Linked DNA regions of Ovis aries: region 1 is linked to region 2. The links are chromatin contacts, called in public Hi-C maps. All regions are on one chromosome and are shown on one strand. Each heading gives the region's core, a stretch centred on a gene start, on an enhancer-like site or on the middle of the called end of the contact. The rest is flanking DNA. Distances are from core to core; before and after follow the strand shown.

What was found. A called contact is a pair of places that touch in the nucleus more often than the background predicts.
Region 1: a contact with region 2 is called in a Hi-C map of liver, with 2.3 times the contacts expected there. The contact joins the promoter of ELOC here to the promoter of STAU2 in region 2. A contact is called at or near these places in 2 of 16 Hi-C or Micro-C datasets (hypothalamus and liver).

What each region holds. Positions count from the first base shown.
Region 1 is chr9:50,188,235-50,194,990 of ARS-UI_Ramb_v3.0, forward strand. It overlaps ELOC (elongin C), which reads right to left and starts at 3,955. Exons shown (of 4, transcript XM_004011744.5): 1 at 3,901-3,955.
Region 2 is chr9:50,031,846-50,037,898 of ARS-UI_Ramb_v3.0, forward strand. It overlaps STAU2 (staufen double-stranded RNA binding protein 2), which reads right to left and starts at 2,064. Exons shown (of 14, transcript XM_060393813.1): 1 at 1,875-2,064.

The DNA.
Region 1 (6,756 bases), core at 2,705-5,204, 160 kb after region 2:
TTCTTCATCTCCCAAATGAGGAAACTGGACTAAACTGTGTCTAAAGTCCCTTTCAGCTCTACTATTTTATGACTGAATCCATCTGAAATTCACCCTCCCTCTACAAGTGCCCATAATTCCCAATTTCTCATTTTTGTTAAACAGAGTGGCTCCCACACAGCACAGAACTCAAGAGCTCCAGAGTGCTGTGTGTTCCACTGAGGCTGTCCTGTCTGCCACACCCTGTAACCAACTTAACCTCCCTCTCAGGCAATGATGTCCAAACTCCTTTGTCTTAGTCTAAAACGCAAGAGAAAAGGGCTTCCCTGGTGGCTTAGTGGTAAAGAATCAGCCTGCCAATACTGGAGACACGGGTTCGATCCTTGGGTTGGGAAGATCCCCTGGAGAAGGGAATGGCAACCCACTCCAGTATTTTTGCCTGGGAAATCCCAAGGACAGAGGAGCCTGGCAGGGTACAGTCCATAGGGTCCCAAAGAGTGGGACACAACATAATGACTAAACAACAACAATTATACATTCTATGCACTATAATAACTGGCACCATAGACACCTCCCAGTCTTTATGCTCCTTAACTCCCTGCCCCTCCTCTGATGCAGCTAACCCACCTCAATCCCAATCCTGGGCAAACCCAACTCTCCACCCAGCTCAGGCCTCAAATAAAAAGCTGAACTGGTTAAAGAAAAGTCACAACCATTTTGACTGGTCTCTATTTTAAATCTATGGCGACACACTTTGAACAGGGACTTGGTATCACAGTGATCCCCTTAACTAACTAGTTAACTGGCTTTCCTACTCAGAAAATTTACAGCTTCTCTTAAACCTCCCAGACTCCCCTCCTCCCTACCCTAACAACTTCACTTATTTCACCAAGAAAACAGAACAAATCACTCCAAATGCCTTGTCTTTTCCACCTTCATCCTGCCTGCATACCATATACGCTGTCCATTTTCCTGTTTCAAAAGCTGCATTAAAAATCATCCTTCCTACCACAGTGATCCAAGAACTTTGCTCCACCCCTATTTCCATCAACACATCAAATGCTGTAACGTCATCAGGACCACCCATCACCCATAACCCACAAAAATCAGTCTTTTTAGACTACTAGTCCAATCAAAGTGCTCTTGTCAAATTTCAACTACTCAGTCACTAGGTCAATTTTTAATCCTCATCTTACTCTTTTATAGTTGACTCCAACCTCTTTTCTTCCATTAGCATTACAGATGCCACACCATCCTGGCCTTTCAGTTCCCATCACTGCTCCTCTGACTAGAGTGCTCCCTTCCCAGCCATCTGTCCTCTTCTGCATCAAAACTCTTGATGTCCTCTGGTCTATAGTTTTAAGTACCACCTATGAAACACGACTCCAGGATTATCTCTCGAGCCTGACTCCTGCTCTGAGCAACAGGAGGAGTATCCTACTGCCCACTACGGCACATATTCTGAACTGTATAAAATTATCAAATTTAGTACACTGTGTACAGAACTCCTACTTTGTTCCTTAGAAGCCAGTGCACCCTCCCCAGTCTTCCTCATTCCAGGAGATGGTGCTACTGTTCACACAGATGTTTGGGCAAAACAAGGTGATTCTTCCAGATTTTTTGTCCTGGGGTTAGTAAGACCCATTTGGCTCCAGCTCCAAATTATACTCCGAATCAGACCGCTTCTCACTTCCAACTCTACATCTCTAGTTCAAGCTACCACAGCTCAACTGAACTACTACAAGTTGCCTTAGGAGCTGGTTTCTCCACCTTCCTCCAACTCAGTTTGCTACTCAGCAGTTAGTCATCAAAAGCATTCCCCTACACAAAATCCTCTAATGGCTTCTCATTACAAACAGAACAAAGACAATAAAGTTCCATTTCATTTACTGCTTGCTAACCATTCTGTTCTCATCTCCCATCACTCTTCCTTATGCTCCAGCCACACTGACCTTCTAAGTATTGTAATGGGTCAAGTTCATTTCTCTTAAGGTCTATGCATTTGCAGTTACTGCTCTCTCAAAAACTCTTCCTTCAGATCTTCGTTATTTTGGTCTCCAGGCAAAACATTAAGTCTTCAGAGAAGTGGGCCTTCCTCGAGCACTTCTCTTTCAAAATTACACACTCCCACCCTAGTCACCCTAACTTAATCTAACTCTAAATCTAGTTATATTCTCTTTACACTTATCGCCATCTGAAACTATATTTGCTTACTTAATGTACAGTCTTTTCCCTCAAGCTCCAAGAGGGCAGGCTTCATATATAGTGCCTAACATACAGAAGATGAAGATGCTCAATAAATATTTGAGTGAATGGCAGTATAGTTTTCTTAACCACTAAAGCTTGAAATCACTGAAGAGATTTTTCTGATCTTATTTAATAATGGAACAGTAAACATTTAGGACGGGTTAGCTAAAATGCATTAACACACACCAGTGTAAATACAAAGACTTTTCAGGTTATTTTCTAATACTGAAAAATCTACAAAAAAAAAAAAAAAAATCCAAAAACCCACAATTTATAGGATACAAATACTACGTTAGAACTTGATATACAGAACTGACTCTAACTTCTGACTACAAACTATTGCCTAATCATATTACAGAATTACTATACTGAAATGAAACTAGCATCTTCCATTTGAAATAAATTTACGCTAGAGTCTGAGTGAACTCCGGCATTTGGTGATGGACAGGGAGGCCTGGCGTGCTGCGATTCATGGGGTCGCAAAGAGTCGGACACGACTGAGCGACTGAACTGAACTGAACTGAAACCTTGGAATGGTAGCTATTGGTTATTAGGTCGATTTCATACTTAAGGAAAAAAGGACAGTCATTTAAAAATTATGAGGCCAAAATCATCACTGGCAATAAGCACTTAATATCCACGATGACAGGGGCCATAGTTGTCTCTTTGCCATTTTATCTCCGAAATGAATGAATCAACGTGTGAACAGTGATGTTTCAACATCATGAATTATACCACAACTACAATGTAAACGAGATCGGAGAGGTCTCATTTTAGTCCACTAAACAAAACAGGAAAACTACCTGGCGATCAAAAAGCAAATTTGGCAGTTTGAAAATAAGGTTTTAAAACTCTAAAGGATTTCGGTTTTTTCTATACTGAAGGCGACGCAGAATAGAAATGCTCGGATTAATAACTCGAACTCCATAAACTATACTAAAGAGGTCCACAGGAGAAACTTAATGGCCACCGTACTTGACACTAGACGCCTCCATCAGATGAGACTGGGCGGCAGATGCTCGACAGACCCAAACCACCAAGTCGGGCAAAGATAACCCAACAAGTTGGCCCGAAAGTAAAGTTCTCGGGGTCCCGCTACAAGAAAGAGCGAGGGCCCTCCTCTGTGACTGGGGACCGACTCCAAGGAAAGGACGAACCTGAGTGCACCCGAAGAAAGCAAAAAAGGAAAAGCGACAGGGCTGCCATGCTCCTAACTCCACCCTCCTCGCGTTCAACCCCGAAGAGGCCCAGTCTCGCCAGCCACCGCCCCTCCTTCCTCCCTTTTCCAAGCCCACCGAGCGGCGCCAGGGAACGTCCCGCCACCCTCCTCTCCCCTCCCCCAAACCAGGAGCCGAAGCGGCAGGGGAAGGTTAAGCTTCCGTTCCTTCCCCGCCCAAATGGGAAGGGGTGGGAAGTGGGATGGCGAGAGAACCCAGTACGAGCCTCCCTCGTCCCCTACGCGGGCCCAGAGCTCCGTTCCCACCCCAGCCCGAGACTCACTCGTCAGCTCCGCAGCAACCGCAGGCACCGCACCCGGTCCCCGCGCACAGCTACAGCCCCTACACCACGGCCACCCCCCCCACCCCCAGCTGCCTGCCGCCGTGGGTTCCGGGGCAGCAAGAGGAATCACTTCCGCTGGGTCACAAATGCCTTCTACGCGCGGGAGATTAGTACCTGGTGAGGCGGAGACGCGCCGAGGCCGTTGCTTGCAGGCGTCTACAGGAAGTGCGCAGTGTCCCCTCCCTTCTTCCACGGGCCAGCCTACGAGGACGGCGGAGCCGGGAAAAATCTCAGCCAATCCTATCTTGGCTCTTTTATTCCCAGCATGCAGCGCCGACCCTAATCTGATTTCCGAAGGGACCTCATCCTTGAAGCGGTGCTGGGAGTGGAGGAGGTCGGGGGTCCGAGGCAGCATTGCATCCTGGGATTTGTAGTTTCTCTGGCGGGTACTGACGTGTTAGGCGGAGTCAGCGCTGCAACCTGGAACTTGTAGGAACTTGTAAGACTCACGCCGAGTCTGGTAATTTTGGAGGTTGTCCCTACCGCTTCTTTGCGGTAGGTAGCCTAGAGGTAGCAGGCGTCCGCAGAAGAAGGGGCGGAAAGTAGGGGTGCGGTTTCTATGCTAACAAGATCGTGCTCTTTATGAAGCAGTTTCTGTCTTTTGTGAAAAGTTGCAGAGCCTATTGAAGAGCATCTCGGCAGCTCGCGAAATCGCTGGTCTCATTTCCTCTCTTCCCGGTACTTTGTAGTGTTTACTGAAAGCAACCACGCCCCCCACCCCCACTCGGAGGCCTTCACCCCATCTCCTGTCTCCCTCCCAGCCAATCATTCACGGAAACTGCGGCCACCGGTACTCAATTCTGACACCATCTTTGTCACTGCACGCCCCCTCTTCCCCTCCTTCCTCTGCTGTCTCTCCCGCTGTCTCCTCGGCGCACTATCTCCCCACTCCTCCCATCTGCCTATCCTTTTTATAGATCTTACCTCCACTTAAGATGGGGTTCTATCCTGAGAACTCATGGGAAGTTGAAAATATCAGTTGAAAATGCACTGGATAGACGTAACCTGTTCAACACAATTTAGCCTAGCTTACCTTAGAGTGTGCTCAGAATACTTACATCAGCCTGCAGTTGGGCAGAGATCATCAAATACAAAACTTATTTTACAATGGAGTGTTGATTATCTCAGGTAGTTTATTGATTACTGTACTGAAAGTGAAAAACAATGATTGTAAGTGTATAGGTGGTTTACCCTCCTGATTGGGTAAGTGATTAGAAGCTTCAAAGCCGAGGAGAGAGTATTATACTCCATCTTTCATACTGTATTTAGCCCAGGAAAAGATTAAGATTCCAAATTGTGTATGTTTTCTTCTGAATCTTAACAGCTTTTGCACCATCATAAAGTCAAGAAATTATAAATTGAACTATCATAAGTCAGAGCTGCCTTTACGTGCTTTCCTGTGGTGAAATTTAGGCACCCTTCCAGGAAAAGTGAAACAGCTAAATAAAGTTCACCCTCTGTTTACCGGACTGAGGCATGAAAAGAATGTAGGGCCGAGACTCTCACCATTGCAAGTTGCTCAAATAGAACTGTTGTGTAATGATGTCCACAAAAGGAAAACACAGGTGACCCAGAGTTTGTTGACCTAATTAGTGACTTTTGCCTGAAAGACACGTTTAGTTCATTTGGCAGATTAAAAAGTGTTTCAACAGCAAAACCAGACAGACTGTTGGGGGTTAATTTTTCCAAGCCTTTGCAAAAATGATTAAGGTTTTTTGGTTATACTAGCTCAGAATAGAGTTTGGTAAGGAGGAGAGGCAATGGGGTGAGAAGAGGAGGCTGCGGGCTCATTTTCGACTGATCTTTTCCTCCCTTAGTTCAGGAGTGTTGTTTTCCCCTCTTAAAACTTCCCTTTCCTCATTGCCTTATCACCTTCTAAAAGGATCACTATGTTAGTTGCCTAGAAAATGATAGAATTTTTCAGGTGAGGATGCTGAGGCTAACTAATGCCAGATTTAGGGCTAACATCTAGTCAAGGATTGTTTTTTAAAAATGCAAAATTTACTTAGGATATTATTTATTATGTAAATAATAATTTATTATTTACATATAGTAAACAGATAATACATGGTTATAAAAATGTAGAAATTGAAGATACATTTGGTGTTTTAATATGCTTTTACATAGATTATACTGTATTTATATGGTTCTTTATACTATTTATTTTCCTATTTAACAAACCTCAATAACCCACACTTTTGTAACCAAAATCTCCACAACATCATTTTTAATGTCTATAGAATTACACTAAATGTACTGTGAGTCACTTAAGTATTTCCTTAAATGTTGGACATTGACCTTATTTTCATTTTTAAGTCACTTTATGTAATAGTGTATTCAGGATCTGCAGAAATCTTTGACCATGTTTCTGTTTCTTTAGAATATGAACATTTTAAAAGTTCTTGATTATCTATTGACAAATTCTTTTCCTAAAAGACTCTCCTGGTTTAACTTCCAATGCACTATAAAGAAGTATTTAGGGTTCTTATCAAATACTGGCTTTACCAAAAATTTTCTTTTCTTTTTTCCATCACACAATTCTGTCTTTAAGCTTAAGTTAAAGGAGGGGAAAGGGCGTGGTGCATGGGAAGGAAAGACAGCTAAAAAACAAACAAAAATTGCATATAATAATGGTGGCCATACATTCTACAAGGGATACCCATTTTCAATTTTTCCATGAGCCTCCATCTTAAAACCCTCTCAGATGGTATGAATGGGGAAATCAAGGATTATTTTGTAAACAGCCTTAGTATCATTCTAAAATCCCACTCAAGTAGTATATATTTAAAAAACATCTCTAAACTACTAGAATTGGGAAATCTTTAACCATGAATAATAGTTTCATATAATTCTACGGCACAAAATTTTCAGAATATGATCTCATTTCAGCTATTTAGAAACTCTGAGTAGACCAAATAGTATTTCCATCTGCCCACAGTTTCTGTAGGAAGAAACTAAGCTTAACAGAAG
Region 2 (6,053 bases), core at 814-3,313:
TCCTTTCCAAAGAAAATTCTCCGCAAGTGCAAAATTCTGCACATATTTCCAGGGACTTTCAGATCCCAAGGCCATTATCCCCGCCCCCTCTCCAGAAGGATCCCAGCTGAAGCGTTTCCCCGATCGCCTCTGCGGAACACCCCCCTGGACCCAATCCACACAGTGCCCGGCTCTCCCCCGAGGACGGGAGGCTCCGTCCTCTCCGGGTGGATTCTGTAACCGATCTTTGTCTCTCCGCCCAACTCCCTTAACCTCGGCAAGGTCACTAGCTGCCAACCACCCCTCTGAGCCGAGCCCTCACCGTAGTAGTTCTTATGAGCCACGGTACAACTTGCGTGTCATAGGATACATTCTGCCCCTCGGCCCCACCTACCTTCCCCATTTCGGAGCCTTACGTCTTCATCACTTGCCCATTATACAGAAATAGCCACCACCGCCGGCCCCCGGCGCGCCCCCGCCCCGCCCCGCCGATCCTCCCGCGCCCCCCGGGCCCCTTGGCAGCCCCTCCAAGGATGGGCCCCCCCTCGTCTCCCCTCCCTTCCCCTCCGCAGGGACCCTCCCCCTCCCTCTCCCGCACAGTCTCCTCTCCCGCAGTCCCCTCTTCCGGCCGTTCCCACCCCCCCGGCCCCGCAAGGACCCCCACCTCCCGGGCCCCTGCTCCCCCTCACCCACTGGCCCCCCTCAATCCATTCTTGCCGGCCTCCTCGCCTCCCTCCCGGCTCCTCCCCTCTGGACACCTGTGTCGTCCCACCCCCTCCACACTCGCCCCCCCCAATTCATTCACCTCCTCCCCGGCTCCCTGCCCCCCGCCATCCTCCTCCCCTCCCCCTCCAGCCCCGAGAGGGCCCGAGGAGGGAGGGAAGGCGCGGGGGAGGGGAGGCCGCCAAGGGGCCGCTCTTCTCGGGGTTCGCCGCGCGCCGCGGACCCGCAGAGCTCCCCAGCGCCCTCTGTCTCCTCCGCCGGCGGGGCGGAAGTCGGGGCCTCCCGGACGCCCCCAATGAGGGTATTTACCTTCTCGCCGGGGACACTTTGCAAACGACTCCAACATTGGCAAACACTACAGAGAACTGACCCCGCTCGGCCGCCGCCGCCGCCACCGCCGCCGCCGCCGCCGGCTTCCACCCCTCGGGTTCCCCGCCCCCCGCCTCCGCCCGCCTTTCGGGCGCTCCCGCCGCGCCCTCCCGGGCCCGCGCCGCGCGCTCCCGCCGACGCAGCCGCTCCCGCGCCCCAGCCCGCCCGGCACGCGCGCGCGCGCGCCCCCGAACCCCGCGGACCTGCGCCGCGCGCCCGGCACCGACCCTCCCTCCCTTCCTCCTCTCGCCGGCCCGCGGCCGAGCGCGGCCATTGTTCCCGGCTCCGCTCCCGCCCCCTGGCGGCCGGCAATGCGCCGCAGTGGCGGCCGCCGCGGGCGCTGCGGTGCTGGCGCCGGCAGGCCGGGCCCGCGGGCGAGGGCCCCGTCCCCCGGGTCCTTGGGAAAGGGGGGCGAGCGAGCGCCCGGCGATCGCGCCCCGTCCGCAGTCTCTGGGCCCCCGCGGCTCAGCTCCCCACCCCCTCGGCTGCAAAGGGTGGGCCTAGGGCAGCCTCGTCCACACCTGCAACTCGGCCACTGCCTCCCCCGCCCAATGGACCCTCTGCTCTTTCTCGGCGGTGTCTGCACCCCGACTCCCCTCCCGTACCTTCCCCAGGCTTTCTCGCTGCCCCCCTTTGCTCTGCTGGGGACGCGCTACCATCCCGCGTCTGCTCCGGCCGCCGCTGTGCGATGCGCGGTTTAGCGGATCCTGCACCTTTCCAGACTGGGAGGAGGAGGGGGCGGGGGAAGGGGAGGGGGTTAGCGCAACTGTCTCGCCCAGAAAACACTAGTGATCAGTAATCACCTGCTCTCCAAGAGCCGCAGCGTGCCCAGACAGCCTCCTCGGCCAGAAAAATCACGAAAAGAGAAGTCTTTCGAACCAAAAAGAAGGAAGATCATCCTAGAACAGTGCCCTAGATTTTAGATTGTTGAGGCAAGAATGCCAGAAAACGCGAATTAGTTCTTGATTCGTCCTGGTTTTGATGTGGGTTACTGATGTCTGGATAACTTCAACCCAGTTAAGCCCCGTGAAATCCAACACTCCATTTAGTAAATGGCACCATAAATAATCTGGTAATAAAGTACGTCTAGAAATAGAATTATTACTGTGTTTCACAAACTTATCCATTTGCATTATTATTCCCAGGGTTCTTTTCCCAGTATCAACTCTGCCTGAGACATGTCTACCAGACCTGGGATTTCTTTCAGTCATCAAGTAAAACCGAAAGTTCTCTGAACAGCTAGGAAGACAGTGTAACATACGGGTTACAAGAAAGGGCATTCTAACTAGATAACCAGGCCAGGTTATCCACTTACCAAGTAGAAGACCATGGGGATGTTATTTACCTGATGAGTTTTATTCTTTTCTTCCCCAGGAGACAACAACGCCTTTTTTTTTTTTTTTTTAAGATTCATTTATTTTGGCTGTGTTGGGTCTTCCTTGCTGCATGAGCTTTTCTCCAGTTTGTGGTGAGCGGGTGCTACTAATTGCTGTGTGCAGGCTTCTCTTCGTGGTGGCTTCTGCTGCTGCTCAGCATGGGCCCTAGGGCAGGTGGGCTCAGTTGTTGCAACACCCCAGCTCTAGAGTACAGGCTCAGTAGTTGTGGCACATGGGCTTACTTGCTCTGCGACATGTGGGATCTTCCCAGACCAGGGATGGAACCAGTGTCCTCTGCACTGCCAGACGAATTCTCAACTACTGGACCACCAGGGAAGCCCTATAATGTGTATTTAAATGTCATAGTATGCACAAAGCCCTTTAAAGCAGGGCCTGACCCATGGTAGGTCTCCCGTGGAAGGACATCATCTCCTGCCACGTTTTCCTCCTAGAACTCTTTCCTATGCTTCTTCCCCTCTTTTTCACCTCTGCCAGTTCCTTCAAACTTAACGTGGTGCATCCTCCCTAAGTGTGCCCTAGTCCTTGATTAATGACTTCTAGCGCTCAAGCCTAGCATTCAAATACTTGTTCGATGCTTTGAATGAGAACATGCCCTTCACACCAGCAATATGAAAGGACAAGCCTCCCACATTTGTGCCTTTGTTGGGCTCCTCCCACTCCCTGCAGTCCATCCTCCTGTGAGCAAGTTATCCTTCAGTTCAGTTCAGTTCAGTTCAGTTCAATCGCTCAGTCCTGTCAGACTCTTTGCGCACACCAGCCCTCCCTGTCCATCACCAGCTCCCAGAGTTCACCCAAACTCATGTGCATCAAGTCGGTGATGCCATCCAGCCATCCAATACTTTGGCCACCTCATGCGAAAAGTTGACTCATTGGAAAAGTCATCCTTCAGATCCTTCCAAAATCACCTTCGTGAGAGCATTTTGCAGCTCTTCTGAGCAAGCCGGCTCTTTTTCTTCTCTCTCCTCTGACATGATAGGTGTATTAGATTGTTTTTGAACCTAATTCTGTATACCAAACTGTACCTTGTGTAAGGCCAGGCTCTGTGTCTCATTCATCTTTGTAGTCCCAGCATCCAACAGCCAACAGGTGGAAGTAAATGCTTTCAGAATAAACAGATGAGTTGATACTTTTAGAAATGGTGCTGAAGTGGTCAGAAGTGTCATTCCCTCTTATTCAGGTCGTTATAGTTCATTGAAAACTTTATCTCTGCCGTAACTTTTTCTTATAATTAATTTTAAGGCTTTGGTTATCCACTTGCTAATTAAGAGACGTTGAGGGGGAAAAGAGAGACCATGGGTGTGTTACATTTAAGCCCTGAATCAAATGAATTTTTAAAATTTCATTTATTTAATTTAGTTTTGGCTACACTAGGCAGCATGTGACAAATATGCTTACAGCGAAAACACCAGACATGGGAAAATCCATACATCCAGTACTAGAAATGTTTGTATGAATATAAAAAACTGTTTTGTTTTGTTTTTTTCTCATTAAGTTGGCATGCAGAGAACCAGAAAATTGGCTAGTAGTGCGGGAAAAAAATTCCAGAGAGAGAATTTATCATTTAGCTTTATTCTACCATTGTTACTCTAATTTCTGATACTTTTCTTTGTGCCTCGCTTATAATTATTTAAATTTTCTTGAAATAGAAAAAATGTGTAACATCTCTGAACACAGGGGCGTGGGATAGCAGGTGTTTCTTCTTAAATAAGTTCAATGACTTCTCCTAACCCTTTTTAATTGTGTCTATTTTGAAAGGTATCATTTAGCACTTCGTCATGTTTCCTTCTTGTCCTATCCCCTCTTCAAAAGGCTTCATTATTCTTTCTCCCTTCCCATTTATAAAGGAGGGGGTGGGGAGAAGAAACATTCTAGCTGTTTATACCTTCTCACTCTTTCATCTCTTTGGTACTTGTTGATTACATTCTGAATTAGTAATATATTGCAGTTGTAATAAACCATCCCCAGGGAAATCCCTGGTAGTCCAGTGGTTAGGACATGGCGCTTTCACTGCTAGGGTCCAGGTTCCATCCCTAGTAAGGGAACTAAGATCCGCAAGTTATGCAGCATGGAAACGAATGAATGAATAAAATAAGCTATTGCCACATTTAGTGACTGAAAACAACAGAGGTTTATTTAGTTCATGCAGTCTGGGCAAGGCTCAATAACTTTATATTTAACTGCTCCCACAGTTATCAGCTAGGACAGCTCACAGGCTGGGAGCCCAAACCAGGGAAGGACACACTCACTCACACCTAGGTTGATGCTGGCCGCCTACTGAGACCTCATCTGAGGCTGTCGGCCAGAACACCTACCTGTGGCCTGTGAGCTGCTTGGCTTCCTCAAAGCACAGTGGCTGGGTTCCAAGCAACAGGAAGTCAAAGACACTTGTTCTTTTAAGGCCTGGACCCAGCAGCTGGCACAAATGTGCTGTGAACTCTGCCATATTCTATTGGTCCAAGAGTCCCAGGGCCCAGATTCAAGGGGTGAGACCAGACTGTCAAAGAATTTTAGAGTGACATTTAAAGCTCTATGCATTCACTGAAATATATCTCCTTGTCTGTTCACTCTTTTGCTCTTGTGTTAAAATGACGATGGCATTGAAAATGTCTTTTCATGGACACCTGGGTCTGTGTGTATCATGGCGACTGACTTCTCATTGAATGTGTCCCTTGCCCACTGAAGACACCTGAATGATGGAGGCTATAAAAACCAGGTTCCAGAGGGCTTAGTACACTTTTCTAGTCCACTCCCTGCCTCAGGTCAAGGGGGAGGCTTCAGGCAAGTCAGGATGTCAGGAGCTGCAGCAGTGGGAGAGAGGAACAGGTAGGTTGGATACTGGAGGAGAGGCCCAGGCTGTAACATGCAATTGCAACACCGAGTCACGCTGTGTTTCTGGAATGTGTGCAGTTGGCCGTGCGCCATGCAGCCAGCGAGGAGGTGAGAAGTGACCCAGGGAGGGACCCACAGAGGCAGGGTCAAGACAGGGTCAAGCCCACTGGCAATGTTAAGAGGTTACATCACCCAGGACAGGGGCTGCTCCTTCCTCTCCCATACCCTTCTCAGCATCTGTTGCGCTTAGTTGCTCAGTCATGTCTGACTCTTTGCGACCCCACAGACTGTAGCCCACCAGGCTCCTCTGTCCATTGGGGATTCTCCAGGCAAGAATACTGGAGTGGGTTGCCATGCTCTCCTCCAGGGGATCTCCCCAACCCAGGAATTGAATCCAGATCTCCCACATTGCAGGCAGATTCTTGACTGTCTGAGCCACCAGGGAAGCCACCAGGCAGGCGCATTTTTTCATTTACTCATTCAATGTCCATGCTGTGCCTGGGGCTACCCCAAAATATGGCAGCTTGGCGTAAGGAATATGTTAAGCTAAAGGAATTTGAGAAACAGCATGTAATGGAAAAACTGTCTGACCTTCCCCTGAAATAGATCATAAAACCCTCATGTGAAACATGCCCTCTCTATACCCAGAGGAAAGAGCATCCTTATCTTCCAAAGATGAAAGGACACAGAGAGGAACCTGCATGAAAAAGCCTTGCTAAGCTTCAGCCAGTTTACTCCCCTTACCTCATAACCTCT